Regions from separate parts of the Anser cygnoides genome. Here region 1 is linked to region 2. The links are chromatin contacts, called in public Hi-C maps. All regions are on one chromosome and are shown on one strand. The core of a region is the stretch at or near the end of the contact, and the rest is flanking DNA. Distances in the headings are between cores, read along the strand shown. Region 1 holds the start of ZFP36L1 (ZFP36 ring finger protein like 1). Region 2 overlaps RAD51B (RAD51 paralog B).

Evidence for each region. Hi-C and Micro-C count contacts between places; a contact is called where the count stands out from the background.
Region 1: a Hi-C map of liver shows a contact between it and region 2, with 2.0 times the contacts expected there. The contact joins the promoter of ZFP36L1 here to the enhancer-like site in region 2. A contact is called at or near these places in 2 of 7 Hi-C or Micro-C datasets (both in liver).

Annotation. Positions count from the first base shown.
Region 1 is chr5:29,296,962-29,300,415 of Taihu_goose_T2T_genome, forward strand. ZFP36L1 (ZFP36 ring finger protein like 1) reads right to left here and starts at 1,548. Exons shown (of 2, transcript XM_048065239.2): 1 at 1,320-1,548; 2 at 1-777. The coding sequence starts at 1,376. LOC125182930 (a long non-coding RNA gene) reads left to right here and starts at 1,726. Exons shown (of 4, transcript XR_010832052.1): 1 at 1,726-3,454.
Region 2 is chr5:29,253,014-29,256,140 of Taihu_goose_T2T_genome, forward strand. The region is part of intron 10 of RAD51B (RAD51 paralog B); the gene reads left to right. Among named protein-coding and RNA genes, the nearest start is that of ZFP36L1, 44 kb to the right of the region's middle. Within about 2 kb of position 1,703, at least 2 of the 3 cell types and tissues checked have open chromatin away from gene starts, as enhancers often do. A contact at or near this core is called in liver, where this site is marked.

The DNA of each region.
Region 1 (3,454 bases), core at 298-2,797, 44 kb after region 2:
GGGCCTGAACAAGAACGTGGTGGGGGAGCTCCCGCTGGGCACCTGCACCCCCATGCTGGGGGCGAAGAGACTGACCAGCTCCTGGCTGGAGAAGGTGAAGGGGTTGCTGGCGCAGTCAGGCAGGGTGGGGGAGCCCAGCAGGTCGTCGGCGCTCAGCATGGGCGGCGGGGTGATGGAAGTGGGGCTGTCCAGCAGCCCGCTGGCAGCAGTGCTGGGGAAGCCGGCGAAGCTGAAGCTGTGCTGAAGGCGGGGTCTGTCAGTGACGGCGGGCTCCCGGCCGCCCGCCACGGCGCGGCGCTCCTCGGCGTTGTGGATGAAGTGGCAGCGCGGCCCGTAAGGGCAGAAGCCGATGGTGTGGAAGGTGCGGCAGAGCTCGGTCTTGTACTTGGGGTGGCGGGTGAGGCTGCGCAGCTCGTGGATGCCGTGGGCGAACTGGCACTTGTCGCCGTACTTGCAGGCGCCGTTCTCCTCGAAGGGGCGGCACAGCTCCGTCTTGTAGCGGCTGGAGTTGACCTGGCCCCCGGGCTGCTTCTGCTGCAGCAGGCGCTCGCCGCCCTCTGAGAAGGAGCGGTCCCGAAAGCGGCTTTCCCGGGGGCCCAGCATGGGCGCGGGCTCCCCTTTCAGGCTGCTGAGGAGCTGGTTCTGGTGGAACTTGGAGTTGGGCAGGGTGACAGAGTGCCTCCTAGGGAAACCCCCGCCGGCCGGGGTGCCCACCGCCTTCCTGTCCAGCAGGCACCCGCTGACACCCGAGGGGCTGTAGTTCAGCATCTTGTTGCTCTGCGGGCAGAAAGCAAGCACCGGTCACTGCCACCGCCTCCTCCGCAACTCTCCCCGGACGGGAGGGCGACGCCGGGAGCCCTCGGAGGGCTCAGCCTCGGCGGCACGGCTCGGCACGGCTCGGCACAGCCCCCCCGCGCGTCCCACCCGTCTGCTGCGAGCAAAGCAAGCCCCGAGCCGCCCCTACGACCACCGGGGCGGCTGCTGCGGGAAGAGCCCCCCGGGGGGAAGGCGCCGGGGGCTCGGGCTGCGCCCAGCCCCGCTCCCCGCTCCCCGCCCGGGCGCGCTGCAGCGGGCGGCGGCAGGAGCACGGCCCCCGCCCGGCGCCGCCGACCGGCCCCGGCCCTGCCCGGCCCCGAAGGCGGGGAGCGGGGCCCGGGCTGAGCCGAGCGGGGCGCCCCGCCCGGCCGCCCAAGTTGCTCGCGGCCGGAGAAGGGGGAGGGGGGAAGGAAAAAGAAAAAAGGGATAAAAAGTAAAGGAAAAAAAAAAGCGCAGAGAGCCCCTGCAGGCGCCAACCCGAAGCTGCCAGCCGGCGCGGTTACCTTGCATAAAACTTCGCTCAGGTCGAAGATGGTGGGCGACACCAGGGCTGTGGACATCTTCGGCGAGCGAGGGGGGAAGCGGCAGGCGCGGCGGCAGGCAAGTGGAAGGAGTCGCGGTGTGGGTAAGGCGCAGCCTCCAGCTCGCAGCCTCCAGCGCGCTGCCTCCCCCCGCTGCTGCTAGCGCTGCCTCCGCTGCCGCCACCAGCCCGCCGCGCCCGCTCGCCGCTTCCAGCGGGCTGGGGGAAAAAGCTCAACTTATAAAGTTTCGGACTTACCCCGGGAGGAGGAGCCGGCGGCGGGAGGAAGGGGAGGAGGAGGAGGAGGACAGGGTGATTGACACCGCGACTGAATCACCCGGGCGGGCGGGCCCAGAAAAAAACTTTTCGGGAGGAAGAAGCGAGGGGGAGGGGAGGAGGGGAGGGGAAAAAAAAAAAAAAAAAAGAAAGAAAAGGAAAAAAAAAAAAAAAAAAGCGCGTCCCTTCCAGAACAGCCCCTGCGGGCAGCGCTCCCCTCCCCGCCCCGGACGCGGGAGGCGGCTGTGCGCGCGCCCGCGTGTGTGTGCGCGTGCCCGCGAGTGTGTGTGTGTGTGTGTGTGTGTGTGTGTGTGTGTGTGTGTGTGTGTGTGTGTGTGTGCGCGCGCGCGCGTGCAACGCGCGGCCCCGCGCAAAAGTGGCGCAAGTCCCGCGGCGCCGCGCGGCGCCCGCCCCTGGAGCGGGGGGTGGCGGCGCGGGGCCCCCCCGGCGGCGCGGCGGTGCCGGCTGGCTTTGTGTAGCTCGCTCCGCCGCCCCCGGGCCGCGCTGCCGCTTCTCCCGGTTTTATTGCAAGCCGGCAGGCGCTGCGGCGGGAAGGAGCTCGCAGCCGCGCTCGTGGAAGTTGCTAAAAGACGGTTTTAAAAGGGTGTTTGATACGTTTCTGCCTCTTCTCCCCGTATGCTCTCCTGCCAGTCCCCTCTGAGTTGTAAAACTGAAAAAAGAATGCGTCTCTGAGCAAGTAATCTGTTCCAGATTTCAGTAGGCACAGTGTGATTCATACCGATATTGATATGGCGGGGGGGGGGGGGGGAGGACGGGGCAGTTTCGGTGTAAAAAAACCAAAACGTCTCTAGGCTTCCTGATACCAGGGTGCCTCAGCGGCACGGCGGCTGCCCTCCAGGGCGGGCGAGGGGCCGGGGGGGCGAGGGGCCCCTTGCCGGGGTCCCCTTGGCGAGGGTCCCTCCCAGCCCCCGCAGGGACCCAGCAGGGCGCGAAGCCGAGCGGGCAGCGCCTTGAGAACTTGAAGCAACTCAGCCGCTTCCTCCGCTGTTTGCTTTAGAGTCTCAGGAGCCGGACTTTGAACTGGCGGCTGAGCTTTTTCCCCTCCTTTGCTCTTCGAGAACGGCCAAAACAACCAAGGAGAGGAACGCCCACGGGCTCCGGCTATTCCAGATTTCTTTCTTTCTTTCTTTCCTTTTTTTTTTTTTTTTTATTTACTTAGGGAGAGCAATCAGGTTCCTCGAATTTCCTTCTCTTTCTAGTTTCTTTTCTTTCGCCTTGGCCAGAAGCGAGGAGTAACCGGGGAGAGACCAGTCTATTATTTTCTGCAGTTGTTTACTGATTCTGTAGATGGTGCTTGTTCCCAGGGCTCCGAGCCTCTCTATAATTAAACCCATTTTAATTGTTAGGTTAGAAACGTCATTTCGGGGACTTTCCAAGAGTTACCGAGAAAGCCGGCCGAGATAACTATTTCACTACTGAGTTGCTCTGAGCCGTTTTTGTTTTTTTCTTTTTCTCGGCTTCCTCCCTGCTCCCTCTTGTGCTGAATTGTGCATTATTCGCTCGCCCCACGCGCGCGTATGTTTTGGAAACTTGGGGTTTGAGGTCGCGCATTTCCACGCATCGAGCAGCGAACGCCGAAGCCGAGAAGGAATTTTTTTTCCAGTGATTTAGCTTGTCAAAACCTGACTCCGTGGTGGTCTGCTTTGCATTCAGCGCGCACATGCTCGGAGCAGGAATTTAGCTGCTCGCCCCACCTCGTGGCTAAAAGTCAGAGCCCTCCAGGCCAAAGTGGGAATTTGTGTGGGCATGAATTCACACCGACTGGAGGAATGAAAAATCAGAGCCTTGCACCTTCTGCCAGAGCCTCGCAAGAACTTTGAT
Region 2 (3,127 bases), core at 453-2,952:
GTGCATATGTTGATTGTATGGCAGGATAGGCATGTATACAGACAGATGTAAACGTGACGAGTAGTGTGGGCTGCATGGGCACATATATACCTGCAAGTGTCTGCAAGTACTTGTATATGCACCGGTGTGCCTGTTCTGACACATAGACACATGCACACACACAAATCTTTACATCTGTTTGGAGCAAGGAGGAACGATGGGAAATATATGTGAAAAACACAAGCACATATGGGCACACAACTGTGCATCAGGTATAGACAGGGAGAGGGCTGTCTGTAGGATATGCTCTCTTAAAGCATCCATTCGTGCCATAGGACTATTTTTGATCTATAGGTTCAAATGCTAGGAATATATGGATAAGGTGAATACATCTGTGTAAGACAGGATTAAACCATAAACTTATTCCCATCCTGAATTTTGCAAATGCTCCCTGTGTACTGACTAAGTGTACAAAATGCTTCCCAGTAATGCACTGTCTTTGTGATGCAACTGAAGGGAGGAAAACAAACCTCTGTCTGCCTAGATAACCATCTTTTTCCAAAGCAACTCCAAGTCTGTGTCTGTGCTAGGCACACTCCTTCAGCAATGACAACAAAGCGTACATGGCATGGACAAAAATTATACTGGTAGCTCTGTATTTAAAGCCAATAAGCAAAAGTACCTACCTTATGTGAAATGAGCTGTGCTAATGAAAGTGCGTTTCTATGAATATGCGAATGCATGAAACAAGACACCCACCAGTATCACTGCTGCTGGCTGATCAGCTCGGCTGCACTTGCAGCTCTCCTCTCCTGCTTGCTCATGCAGGCAGGGCTCGGGGCCAGCATCCCGCCCCACCTCCAGGCCATCCCTTGCCCAGGCCAGAGGGCCACCAACACCCAGGCCGGGATAAGCTGGTGTCACCCGCATAAGCTGCTGTCACTGCTGAAAGAAGCCCGAGAGGATCGCTCCCAGTGCCAGCACTGGTGTGCCCTCAGAGTGAACTGGAGTGGGGAACAGAGCTGGGTTAAAAAAATAGAGACAGCTTCCTTTTTGTAGCTGTTGGTCAGCTGTAGTCCAGCTGCGTTCCCCGATGCTCTGCTCTGTGACTGCACAGGCGGGAGATCGGGGCTGGAAGCGAGCAGTGGGGAACACAGGCGGCTCCCTGGGAAGCCGGTGCTGGCTCACAGAGCCCAGGGACAGTGCCAGGAGTGCCTGGGGGCCCATCGCCCACCCCGCCAGCACAGAGCACACACGGAGGAAAAGCAGAGCCCAAAGGCTTCGCGATTCTGGTTACATGCTCCCTCCGTGTACACTACAGCTCCGTGTGCATCTGTGCCTGTCCCCTGCCCCGTGTCAAGTGGAGAGGATGTGAAAGAAACCCCGGTGTGGTTGCAACCTTCACCTCCAGTACGTGGAAAAACAAACACAGCCATTCTCTGTTTGTTGATTTAGTGCAGGGTGCTCCTTCCATTACAAAACCATTTCCCTGCAGGCAACAGGCTCAAACCTATTTGCTTATTACTCTGCAAAAGAAAATGAGGGTTTCAGGATAGGTGCAATCTTCCAGCATCTCATCTGTTGATAGAGAGATTGAAAGGCAAGAGCCATCCCAAGTGCCTCTCAGCAAAAGTGGTATGTTTCCTTGCTGCTTTTCATGCTTCCTAGCTCAGAAACACATGCCACAAATTTATGTTTCTCTTTCTCCTCTCCTTTAAATATAAATCTTAGTATGTGAGAGCTTTGTGCTTAGAAAGTTAAGCATGTGCTTCATCACAGATATTGATGTAGACACGGCTCCGAGCACCAAAAGCCTTATCCAGAGCCACGATTCGCGGAGCACCACCCTCCTGCCCACAGCTGTACTTGTCAAACCCCCGGCATGGGCACTTCTGTTGGCTGAGGGCTGTGTCCTCTCTCCTTTAGGACAGCGCAAACACCATGCCCACTTTTTGATCTGGCACGGCAGAGCTGGGCTCCGGCTGTGAGACACGTCCTTGCGAGAAGCGAACGCATAGGAAACATTCACACGAGTCTCTCCTGGTCTATTTGTATTTATGAGGTGCACCCGGCGGCAGTTCCTGTTGCTGGCTGGGACAGGACTGGATGAGCACTGCAAGAAGAGCAGCGAAGTTTACCTAGAGCTGGCACAAGTTTTGGCACTCAGCTAAATTAGCTGTTTCTACTTGAAGCCAGAGACCTCTCTTTTTGCCAAACCCACCCCCCTGCATAATTAAAATACTCTCAGCACCTTTTTTGTCAGATAAAATCACATCTCCTACAGCTGGTCTCTGAGATGGCCAAAATCATCACTCTTCTGGCTGGTCTTTTGGCTGGCTGGCACTTTAGCCTTCTCCCAAATCCAGACCAACAGCATTAAAATGGAATGAATGCATGAGGGGGGATGCATACAACACACAATGTCAAAGGAAAAGCAGATCAAAGAGAGCTGCTGGTGTTGGATATGAGGTCAACCTGAGTACCAAAGCAAGACCTCAGTGTCACTTTCAGCCCTGTCTGAATATGCACACGTGAGACTAGCCTGACCATGTTAAGGCCCGACTTCCCATAGGTATGTTTCCCAGAGCCTTGCTCAGCACGGCAGTGCAGCTCTGCATATTGAATAGGGATGGCGAGTAGTCCCTACACGTGCTGGCTGGGATACCACAACACCAGCAATAACTAGGGTAGATTGAGAGGATAACAGTAAAAATTAAAAAAAAAAAAAAGACACAACGAAAATTTCTGATTCTGGAAACGGGGATTTCATTGCCTCCCTTCTCCCCTGCAGTTCAGCTCAGCAGTGTGTGTATGCTAAGTAACGGGTTAATTCCCATCTCAGTGACTCACTCCTAAGTTCTTCAGAGCAGGATTCAGTATTGTAGTGTCAGCGGCTGCGGCAAGAGCTGTTTAGACGTCCCTGCACGTAAGGAAGAGCAGGGCGCTGGTTCTGGGCAGCAGTACTGGGAACGTCATAGTTGTTTAGCGTTCGCTGCATATCTTCCTAAAAAGTCAATGTGCATCACTACGGCTCTGCAGGCTGTCTGAGCATTACGGCGCAGTTTGCTCAGCTTTTATTTTAGCGCACGAAGGGAATTGTCCTGTGAAAGGGTACCTTCTTTTTCAGGTTTAACGGCAGACTGTGTCA